Linked DNA regions of Mus musculus: region 1 is linked to region 2. Evidence: chromatin contacts called from public promoter capture Hi-C data. All regions are on one chromosome and are shown on one strand. The core of a region is the stretch at or near the end of the contact, and the rest is flanking DNA. Distances in the headings are between cores, read along the strand shown. Region 1 holds the start of Thap4 (THAP domain containing 4). Region 2 overlaps Farp2 (FERM, RhoGEF and pleckstrin domain protein 2).

Evidence for each region. Promoter capture Hi-C pulls out the DNA fragments that hold promoters and counts their contacts.
Region 1: a promoter capture Hi-C map of trophoblast stem cells shows a contact between it and region 2, with 2.8 times the contacts expected there. The contact joins the promoter of Thap4 here to the enhancer-like site in region 2. A contact is called at or near these places in 11 of 39 promoter capture datasets (the C10 cell line, the HPC-7 cell line, HPC-7-derived erythroid cells and 6 more), 4 of 115 datasets of contacts at active chromatin or transcription factors (bone marrow-derived macrophages, embryonic stem cells and neural progenitor cells) and 3 of 9 other capture datasets (adipose tissue, liver and pancreatic islet).

The regions. Positions count from the first base shown.
Region 1 is chr1:93,752,746-93,758,507 of GRCm38.p6, reverse strand. It overlaps Thap4 (THAP domain containing 4), which reads left to right and starts at 3,670. Exons shown (of 6, transcript NM_025920.3): 1 at 3,670-4,051. The coding sequence starts at 3,975. It overlaps Atg4b (autophagy related 4B, cysteine peptidase), which reads right to left and starts at 3,603. Exons shown (of 13, transcript NM_174874.4): 1 at 3,454-3,603. The coding sequence starts at 3,463.
Region 2 is chr1:93,526,140-93,531,834 of GRCm38.p6, reverse strand. It overlaps Farp2 (FERM, RhoGEF and pleckstrin domain protein 2), which reads right to left. Exons shown (of 27, transcript NM_145519.2): 2 at 3,056-3,266. The coding sequence starts at 3,238. Among named protein-coding and RNA genes, the nearest start is that of Gm41920, 11 kb to the left of the region's middle. Within about 2 kb of position 1,779, at least 48 of the 459 cell types and tissues checked have an H3K27ac peak or open chromatin away from gene starts, as enhancers often do. A contact at or near this core is called in trophoblast stem cells, where this site is marked.

The sequences.
Region 1 (5,762 bases), core at 2,421-4,920, 220 kb before region 2:
AGCAGGTCTTACCTTATGTTTCTTCCAGCTTCAACCCTCTTCAGTGCACTCTCAACAAAAAAGACAGAACAAGGCCATCGAGATGGTTAAGCTCTTGCCTGATACCTGAGCTCAATGCCACATGGTAGAAAGAAGGCTTTATCCTGACTTCTGCTCTTTTGTAACTGCATGTGTGCATGTGCACTACCCAACTCACACTCACATGCACACACCCCTGCTCAGTAAGATGGAACACATGCCTGGGACCTGGAGAACCTATAATTGTTACTTTACTACACCAGCATAATTCCTAACTACAGTCCAGATATTTCCCCATAGATCCACATTAAGTGTAGATCTCAGCCCTCAACAAGGGAACCTCTCTTTGCAACACATGGAAACCGCTACAAAAGAACAAACTGGCCAAAATGCAGAGAACAAGTGACCATGTGGTGCCCATCCCCAGCTGTTAAATCTTCAACACAACTCCTGCAATGAAGCTCAGGGACTATGGGGGAAGGCAGGGCCAAAAACCCTTAAGTCAGGAGAATGGGAAGTTTGCTGAGAGATCACATCTCTTAGAATATCAGAGAAGCTACCCAGAATCCAATTATCATAGCTGCTAAACAAGACCTGAACAAGGTCAACACCAACAGGCATGCTAACATGGAAGGGGAACTCTCATGAGGCCCCAACCCCAGAAAAAGAATTACAGTCAACCAAGGAACGGTGAGGGTAGGAGGAGAAAGTCTTCCTTTGAAGAGCCTCCCCAGTATCAAACAAGCAAATAACAATATACAGACTAAGCAGATTTTATTTATATACTAAGGAATACAGGCACACGCACACACAGTGCAAGGAGGAAATGTCTGGGAGGGGCTTGAAGAAGAAAGGGGAAAGGGAAATATGATGTGATTATGTTTTAATCTCAAAAGATAAATACAAATTATATAAGAAAAATGTTGGGTTTTTAAAAAATCCCATAGCAAGTCTGTTAAATTTCACATACTCATCTCAAAACCTCCCAAGGAGTCCTACTCAGAATAAACTTGTGAGTCCTCACAGTGACCCAGCAAGGATTCATGACTGAACCTAAATCATCTTTCACCATCTTTGGTGAAACTTAAACAACAACAACAAAAACCTAAACTGGGTGTGGGAGGAGGGAGGTAGCACATGACTTTAATCTCAGCACTCTGGGGCAGGGCAAGCAGATCTCTGAGTTCAAGGCCAGCCTGACCTACAGAGTGAGTTCTAAGACAGCCAGAGCTGCACAGAAACCCATCTCCAAAACCAACCAACAGTGTAGGCACATGTCTGCATGTGGGCATGTGAGTGTGGTGCCCTAGGCACTGGGTCCCCTGGACTAGAGTCCCGGGGATTATGGGCTACCTAACATAGGTACTAGGAACTGAACTGGTCTTCTAGAAGACCAGTAAGTTAGTTCTCTAACCACTGAACCATCTCTCCAGTCCTCCAGCTCACTGAACTCCTGGGGCATGAACCTCCATGCCACTTTGTTTTTGGTTTAGTTTTTGGTTTAGTCTCGACAAGAATGTACTTTCACAGAGCATGGGGTAGGTGTACTTAAGATGGGATGGAGGGGAGTAGGGGAAGGGGAAAATAATGAATTATCCAAAAAAACCTTTAAATATGCTTCCAAAGTGAGATTTGTTTTTGTCCATCCTGCTACAGTTCCAGTCACCTATAACCTAGCCCACATCACTCTCCCATATAAGCACCATCCAGGCCTATATACTTCTGGTCTCCTGTAGAGAATGTCAGGGGCCTCAGACAGCATTTCTTTTCCTTTGTCCATTTTTCTAGTCCAATGTCTAGATTGAAACTCCTGATACCCAATAACAAATGTAGTTTATAAAAAGATCAAGGTAGGTAGGGCAGGATGGCTCACACTTTTTAAGTCCAGCACTTCAAGGCCAGCCTGATCTACATCCTGAGTTCTAGTACAGTGAGGGTTTTGTGGAGAGATACTGCTGAGAGAGAAAGAGAGAGAAAACACACAAACACAGCACACACAATTATAAGAATAACCAGAAGCAACATTACAAGGGTGGTGGGAGATCAGAAGGTAGATCATAAAATGCCACCCAGAATTATATCAGGAGAAAAATTGCACCATCATACTGTATTTAAAAAAAAGTGTTTTATCACCATTAACACAAGTCTTCAAACACAGATGTCTTTTGAGTTTGATCTCACAGCAGCATTAAACACCCACTTAATTTCAGCATTGGGGATGTACAAGCAAGCAGATATATTTCTGTGAGTCTTGGGTCAGCATGGTCTACATATTAGACAAGACTAAACAGTGAGGCCTTGTCTTTAAAAAAAAAAGTGGGGGAGAGGATAATTAAGTAATTCAATGTATTATCCCATTCCACACCTCCAAGAGGCACTGTGGTGTGACAGCTTCAGTTATTCATTCTAAAAAAAAAAAAAAAATGAATTATCTTAAAAAAATATACACCTGGCTCATGCATCTTGGGGAGTCAACGTTCCTGCTTCCTCCAGCTACGGATGCCATAAACTGCTGAAATGTGTATTAACTGTAGGCATTACTCCCAAGTAAGAGCCGACTACTTCTCTAACACAGCTGTCAGAAGAAAACCATCAAAAGCAACGCCATTCAAGAAAAGTACAATGAAATCAGGTAGCAGGACTCCTTCACAAAGGAGTGGATTCTTGAAGGCAGGTCGCTCTTAAATTAAAAAAAGGAAAAAAGAAAAAGAAAACCAAAAAAAAAAAAAAAAACCCGCTAACGCTGCTGAGGGAATGAGAGAACCTCTGTTGGGGGTGGGGTGGGGTGGAATGGGGTGGGGTGGGTATTTTTAGGGCTATTAGCAAACAACTTATTTGATAGATTTGCATCTCCAAGACTTCTGGCCAACATAAACAAAGAACCGCACTCTCCAGCTTCAGAAGCAAGAGTCAGTTAAAAACAAACAAACAAACAAACAAACAAAACCCACCCACACTTAACCCAGTATTAGGACCTCAAGAAGTCAAAGTAGCATGTGACTGATCCGCTGTCAGAACAGGAGCGGGGCTCACCTACACAGGTTATTGAACTTCAAAGACAAAAGATGTGCATGTTGTGGTAGCTGGACCAGCGGCCAACAACTTGACAGAAGTTAAAGAGGTCGGCTCTTCAATGGACACCGCAAGGCCCACCCTCGCGGCGCACCGGTCCTCTCCGGGCACCAGGGTGCCCGCGTCCTGATGCGTCCCTCAGACTCCCTGCCCTCACGCCCGCAGCCGCGAGCCCACAGGCTGGGACGCTCCCCGAGGGCCGCGGCCGAGCGCCGGAGGCCGAGGCGCTGACGAGTGGCCCCGCGAACCCGGTACTGAGCGCTGCGGGGAGGCGCGGCCCGCCCAGCCCAACACACCGGCCTCCGCCCCAGCGGGCGGCCACGGGAGCCCGCCCGCGACAGGGCAGGCGTCCGCCCTCCTTACCTGCGTCCATCTTCCCTGTCCGGCTGCCGACTGACCGTGCCGTCGCTCCGACGGACTACTGCGCGACACGGCGACGGGAAGCCGCGGCAGCCAAGCGCGGCGCAGCGGAAGCGCGGGCGTCGCCATCTCGCCGTACGGCGGTGGGCACGCGGGGGGTGGGGCCTCGGCGCGTGTGGTTCCTAACCGGACGCGGCCGCCCCGCCCCCGGCCCGCGCCGCCGCTTCGGAACACCCGGGAGCCGGCCCGAGCTGCGCTCCTCCGGCGCCGCCATCTTTCCGTACAGACAGCCACCCGCGCATGTCTCGGTACGGACTCACCGCCCGCTGCGGCCGCGACGCCGGCGCCGTGGCCGGGCAGTCCGAGCGCAGCGTGGTGCGGGCGGCAGCGCGCAGCCATCTTGCCGTACGGCTCGGCCGCGGCCCACGTCCCGAGCTGTGTCGCCGCGCTCCCTCGGGGCGGGTCGGGCCAGCGGGCGGGCGGCAAGGATCGGAGCCTGGCGGCGCTCACGACCGAGGCCCGCAATGGTGATCTGCTGCGCGGCCGTGAACTGTTCCAACAGGCAGGGCAAGGGCGAGAAACGCGCTGTCTCCTTCCACAGGTACGCGGCCCGCCTCCGGGTCCGCCACGCCCCCGCCCTGGCCGGGGCCCGCGGGGAAACTGAGGCCGCGCGGCGGGCCGAGCTCCGGGGACCGGGAGTGGGGGGCCGGCTAACCGAGGGTAACTGTGGGAGGTGGACGGGTCGTGGAGCTTTATGACCTTGGCTTGGACCGCCGGCTTTGGGGACCAGCACGGCCATGCCTCGGGCAGAGCGGCCGGAGGCCCCCTCCGCCACCTCCACCAACGGGCGTCGCACTGATTTGGGCTGGCCCTGCCAATTTCAGGAGTATTCTGCAAGGGCGCCTTCTCAGGTTAATCCTGATCTTTGCTTTCGGGCAGTTCTCCACTCTTGCCTCGGCGGGGCAAGCCCGCCCGGAGGTGTGTGGCAGGAGTGCGGCCCGGCGCACGCAGCTCTACTTCCTGCATCCATAGCCCTCATCGCCTTCCTATGGGGTCCTGCGGCCCAGGCACTGGCACCGATCACCTCCCGCATCCTGCACTCTGGCAGAGGCCCGGGGGATGACCGTGGAAAGGGCTTTCCAGGGGGTTCTCGGTGGCCCTTGTGCGGGCCGCGCCTTCCAAAGGCTTTCGAGACTCCCTCAGTTGGTCCTCTCCTGTGATTTCCAACAGGAGTGAACAGCGAGCGAAGGGACTCTGCCTTGGAAGTCACTTCGCACATCCTGCCACCTCTTAGTACTTGGTGTTAAAATTTAAAGATGGGAATGGCACGTATCTGTTGAAAGTTCACAGGGTTACATTAAGTCTCCAGTCCTTAAGACCTGGTTCAAAACAAAACCTAGTAACGTTAAACAATCTTACAAGTCAACCAGAATGTTTCCGTAACAATTTCACATAGAACATGCCCCAGAAGTTTTGTTAACAGTTGAAAATGAGGCAGTGTTGCAAGGACTGATGTTGGCTTCCCCATGTTCTAACATGGTATATGGGTAGACAGTGCCCAAATTGGGGCGGGGAAACTCCAGAAATCTAGCTCACTAAACACTGATAAAGGTTATAAGATCACATTGCTTACAACGTCCAGATCCATCCTATTAAGGCCAGTCTTGGTCCACAGCAGGTTCCTCGAGACTGGAAAAGCTCAGGTGGAGCTCTGAGCACCTGAGAAAGCCTACCATGTGTAGTCAGTTTGGTCTCACAAATCTTGCCTTAAGTGACCATTAAATAGCTTCATTAGATGAGGGAAGAAATTACTAAGCATGTTATTGAACATCTAATTTTTTTTTCCCAGTTTTCCTCTTACGACGTAAAATACTACATAAAATTTACCATTTTTGTCTTTGGGGTGTTTTGGTGTGTGTGCACAGGCACGTGTCTGTGTGTGTGTTTTGAGACAATGTCTCATTGAATTGCCTTGTTGGCCTACATCGCATTGTTTTAGTCTGCTGGTCTTGTAGACGTCCTTCCTCTGCCTCCCAAGCTCGGGAAATACTGGCATGAGCCACCAAGAACAACTGGGTTTTTTGTTTGTTTGTTCTGGTCTTTTCAGAAATCTGCCTGCCTCTGCCTTCCAAGTGCTGGAATTAAAGGGGTGGGCCACCACCACCTGGCCTTGGATTGTTTGTTTGTTTTCTTTTGAGTCAGTGTCCCTTTCCATAGCCCTGATTGTTCTGGAACTCATTTGTAGACAGGCTGGACTTGAACTCTCCTGCCTTTGCCTCCCAACTGCTAGGATTAAAGGTTTACACTACCAC
Region 2 (5,695 bases), core at 530-3,029:
TAGGCCAGCCAGAGTTATAGAGTGAGACCCTGTTTTAATACATAAATTAATAAAGAAAAACAAGTGATCACTTCAATCTGTGCAAAAATTTGGAAAGTTTAACGTGATTTTAAAGAGGAAAGAATTCTCACTTCACTAGGAAGGATGAAAAACCAACAGCAAACAATATACTTTTTTGGTTTTTCAAGACAGGATTTCACTGTATAGCTCTGGATGTCCTGGAACTCACTCTGTAGACCAGGCTGGCCTTGAACTCAGAAATCTGCCTGCCTCTGCTTCCCAAATGCTGGGATTAAAGGCATGCACCACCACTGCCCAGCTCAAACAATATAATTAAGAATGAAGTTGTGTTTGGCTTTAAGATTAAGACGACAATATCTTCTCTCAACATGTGTGTTTAGCACAGCATTGGAAGTTAAAACCAATGTAATATTACAATAAAAGGCACAGTGATTAAAAAAGAAAAAATGATTTTTTTCACAGATAATCTGATCATGTTTGTTGAAATATTAAGAACATAAAAAGCCAACAAGAAGCCGGGCGTGGTGGCGCACACCTTTAATCCCAGCACTCAGGAGGCAGAGGCAGGCGGAATTCTGATTTCGGGGCCAGCCTGGTCTACAAAGTGAGTTCCAGGACAGCCAGGGTTATACAGAGAAACCCTGTCTCAAAAAAGAAAAAGAAAAAGAAAAAGAAAAAGAAAAAGAAAAAGAAAAAGAAAAAGAAAAAGGAAAAGGAAAAGGAAAAGGAAAAGGAAAAGGAAAAGGAAAAGAAAAAAAAAAAAGAAAGTGTTTGGGGGAGTTGTGTGGATTCGTAGAAACCTGTCATGTAACAGAGGCTGCAGTCATGCTCTTCCTGAGGCAGGGGCAGGAACCACATTCTGAGTCTTCTAAGACAGTGCCTCTTAGAGGCACTTTGTAAACTTTGCTGTGATGTCTCTTTCAGTGTTTTGATATTCTTAGATTCCACTGGACCTCTGAGAATATTTAAGTGTAGGTGTTCTAGGTCCCCACAGACACCTTGGCTGTATTTAATTTGGGGGACTTCCAAATGGGATGGATGCTTTGTGTGTGACGGAGCTCTTCATGGCTCTTGCTGGGCTTAAGTCAGGGTTCTGGGGTTGCAGATAAGCAACAGCCACCAAAGTCTCCCTGAGCAGGTGGCTTCTGGGTTCACCGTCTCAAGCCCAAGAAGTGTATGGAAATTTGGACAAGAACACAAAATGTCCATTTATTAAGAAAAAGTAAGAAAGAACTCTGAAGAGTGGGAGTGGCTACAATAGAGGATGACATTTTCTTTTAAGTCTCACTCTGTAGCTCAGGCTGGTCTCCAACCTATGGTACTTCTACCTCAGCCTCCTGAGTGCTGGGCACAGGTGCACACTACCATGTTTACTGTTGTGTTAAATAACTGTTTAAGATTATACTTGAGTTTGAGGTCAGCCTAGACTGTACATGCAGTGAGTTCTATGCCAACCTGGGCTACAGACTAAAACTGTGACTCAAAACCAAGTCAAAACCAGACAGACAGACAGACAGGCAGACAGAATCACAGGGGTCAGCTCAGTTCTCTCTTCTACAAGCCTGTATAACATCTCTAGATGAAACTAGGAAGGTTTAAAATCATACAAATAAGCTTTGTCCTTGTCCAGTGCCCCTCTTGGGGACTTTACAGCAGAGCCGCACACTGGCTTGGTCTTGCTGTTGCTCCTGCTCCTCATGCACTTGCACTGGGAGGCCCTTTTTGCTTGTGCTGACTCGGGTCGGCGTCAGGACTCACCCTCTCTGACTCACTCTATCCTCGCACTCTGCCTCAGGAGTAATTTCCTAACTGCCACACCTACTAGGATGGCTGGAAATGAAAGTTCAAAGAGGAATGTGGAGAAATCAGAACCCCTAACACTGCTGATGGCAACAAAAAGCAGTACCACAGCGGCTTTTGAAAGAAAGCAAAGTCCTCACATGACTAAACCTGGGGAGTTACCAGATGATGTAATTTGGCTTCCTTGTCCAGGGCCAAAATCTTTTAGATGAATATTCATAAGCAACATTATTTAGAACCAAATGGTAGTATATACTGTAGTTACAAATCATTCTTAGCTACATAGAGTTCAAGGCCAGTCTGGGCAACAAGATTCTGCTTCTAAACAAAAACATTACTGTTAAACCTGAACAAGTTCTGCACTAACCATGTAAACTCTCTCTGAATGTCAGCACTCACTGTGCACCACTTTTGACATTACACTCTCCACTGCACACTGCTTCCAATGTCACGATACACTGTATCCAGGTGTCAGACCCTTACTGGATAGCTCCTTCCAATGTCAAGTTCACTGTACATTGCCCCAGGATGTCAGGCCCACTCTCCCTATCCACCTAAGATTTCTAAGATTTTTGCTATACACTAATTCCCAATGTAAGGCTTACTGCACACTCCCTTTCGGAATGAGGCCCTCACTGTACACTACATACTGATGTCACCTCTGGCTGTGTAACACCATCCACGTGCCTTCTTCCTAGTGCTTATTCAGTACTTGTACCAGCATCCTGAGCAGAAAGACTGAGTCTCTGCTCAGACAGGTATGCTGACACGCCTTGAGGCCCAGCCACCTAGGTGGAAGAATGTAGAAGGTAAAAGTCAAAGCAGTTTGGTCACAGTTTGTATCCTTCAGCCAACCTCTTAAAACAAAAGAATGGAGCCAAGTGGTTGTTCCATGTGCTTTTAATCCCAGCACTTGGGAGGCAGAGGCAGGGAGATCTCTTTTGAGTCTGAGGCCAGCCTGATCTACAGCCAGGACTTCCTCAGACAGAGAAACCTGTCTTTAAAATCCAAAAGACCAAAATATAAACAAACAAACAAACAGAATATAAACAATGGATCCTATCAGAATTTTAGCTGAAAGTTAACTTAGATTTACTATTTCCAAAGACTGTGGATAGTCATCAAAGCAACTTTTGGCTACTTGAATAAATACACAACATAACCTCTTACAGGAATCTGGTACAGAATTATCTCACTTTAGAAGGAAATATCCCTTAAAACCCATGCTTCTTACCTCGATGTCAAATAACTCTACAGTGCTGTCCAGCAGCTTCACTCTGATGCGCATGTGCTTCTCCTGCATCCTGGGTGACAGGCTCTGCTCTGGCTCCAGGGTACTCACTCCAATGGCGGTCTGGCCACCCAAGCGTGTCCCTGAAGTTGGTAAAGCTCTGTATGTTCCTTCTATCTCTCCCATTCTTCATTAGTTGAAAGTGAAGAAAACACTAAAACAAAAACACACTAAATAATTATATTATAATAACTATAACAATTTTTAGCTGGTTAAAAAAAATCATTGGGTTCATAGGAACCTACAATGTCATGTATTGTAATAACTTCTGTGAGTCTTAAATTGCAATAAAATACAGAACATAAAAAAAGTTTGCCAGGCAGTGGTGGCGCATGCCTTTAATCCCAGTACTTGAGAGGCAGAGGCAGGTGGATTTCTGAGTTCGAGGCCAGCCTGGTCTACAGCGTGAGTTCCAGTACAGCCAGGGCTACACAGAGAAACCCTGTCTTGAAACCCCCCCACACAAAAAAAAGTAAAAAAGTTTTTTTTTCTTCCTATACATACAGTTGTAGCACAAAATGAAAAAAACAAACCCTAATGATATTTCCAAGGTGCTCTGAGCTAGGCACAGAGATTAACAGAGTGACATTATTACCATTCACCTGGGAGGAGGAAAAAACCTATGGCTATCTCTTGTCCTAGCACTGCTCAATACCCAGCATGTCCCCCTCCTTCAGCCCAGTCATGTGTGCTTCCCATTTGGTCCAAATGCTAGACAGTGTCCTTTCTAGTAAAAGTAACAGGATAGCATCCACATGTGTCTGGCATCTTCACAGTAGCCTGAAGCATCAATGGACCTGTCCTTTACCCTGGCTCAGTGTGCAAGAGCACTACTAGGGATGAAGCAAAAGTGCGTGAAAACAGCCACACTGACTTTGTCCGCTTTGTGCTCCTTGCATTTTCTAGGATAGGTCAGTTTCCACAGGTCATTCGGGAGGAAATCTGTGTATGGCACCAAATGACAGCCCAGACAAGGACGTGGTGAATGCACACATCTGCCCCAGGTTATTCTCAAATCGTGCCCCGCCTCAAAAGCACTGTTATCTCTATGTAGACCATTTAACAGATGACTCAAAGGTAAGGGGGTCAGGGCCGTTTTCAGTCCTCCCTACTGCACTAAAGGAAAAGCCCAGCTTAAAGCTGTTAAGTCTAATCTGTAATTTCCTCACTGTTTTTAACACAGACCAAGCTAAATATCAACTAGAATCTCCTAAGACTGTTTTTTCCTGTACTAAGAAATTTACTACTTATGGAAATTTCCCTTCTTAAGAATATTATTTATTCTCTCCAAGCTTTCTTTTACCTCTCTTACTCTCTAGCCTTCCTTCTCTCTCTTTTCCCCCTCCTCTCCACGCAGCCATGGCCAGCCCCTCCCTCCCTCTATCTCTCTCTCTCTCTCTCTCTCTCTCTCTCTCTCTCCCTTCTCTCCTTTCTCCCTGCCTTTCTACAATAAAGCTCTAAAACCATTAAAAAAAAGAATATTATTTATGTTCGAAAATCAAATGAAAGAAAGTAAAGGGGTAGGGATGTGGCTCAGTTATAATAGTGCATGCCTTGCATGAACGAAGTCCTGAGTTCAATCCCCAGTGTCACATAAACCAGGTGGTAGCACACACCTGATTCTAGCATGCACGAGGATCATCCGAGGCTACATAGAAAGTTCTAGACCAGCTTGGTCTATAGGAAACCATCTCTAAAGCAACACAACAAACACCAACAAAAACAAAACCAAACTGGCTAGGCAGGAGAGCACAGGAGGGAGGCAGAGCTGGGCAGGAGAAGAGCACGGGAGGTAGAGGCGCTGTGAGTTTGAGGCCAGCCTGGTTCACATAGTGAGAACTTGCTTTAAAAAAAGAACCAAAATAAAACAAGAAAAACATTTAACAGTAAAACACCATATAACAAAAGATACAGGGCAAAGTGGTGGAAGTGAGACAGACACCAGACGTTTAACCAATAAAGAATGCAATCTGCAAAACTTACTGATGTCTCTTAAATCACTTTGCAAATGTCTTCTGCTAAGTGTAGTAACTTTTAAAGAATTGGTCTCACTTGGGCTGGGACTGTAGCTCATTGGCAGAATAAGGACTCTGCGCAGGACAAGGGTCTGAGTAAAGCACCAAGAAAACAAACAACCCATCCCCTCCTATGCCAACCATTACAGAGGGTCCTTTACTGTCTGCATGCTTATCTTAGTATCAAGGCAAACCAAAGGATCCTGTAGCCTTTCAATTACATTAGAAAAGTTTCTTCATGACTCACTGCCAAACAACTCCTTCTTCAAGCCACATCCCACAAGGGTCTTGGTTGGGAAGTGCTCTGCACACCCACTTTGCTAAGGAGGCGCAATGTGAGGAACTGTGAGAAGGCTAAGCAAGTAAAGGCTCTTGGTCCAGCATGACGACCTGAGCTCCATCCCAGGACTCACAAGGTGCAGGCACACAACGGACTCCAGAAAGCTGTTCTCTGACCTCCACAAGTGTGCCTGTACATGCTCATCCACACACATGCACAGAAATAAGATATTTAAAAAACAAAATATAATGTTTGAAGGAGCAAAATGATGAAGTGGTGCATAATGGT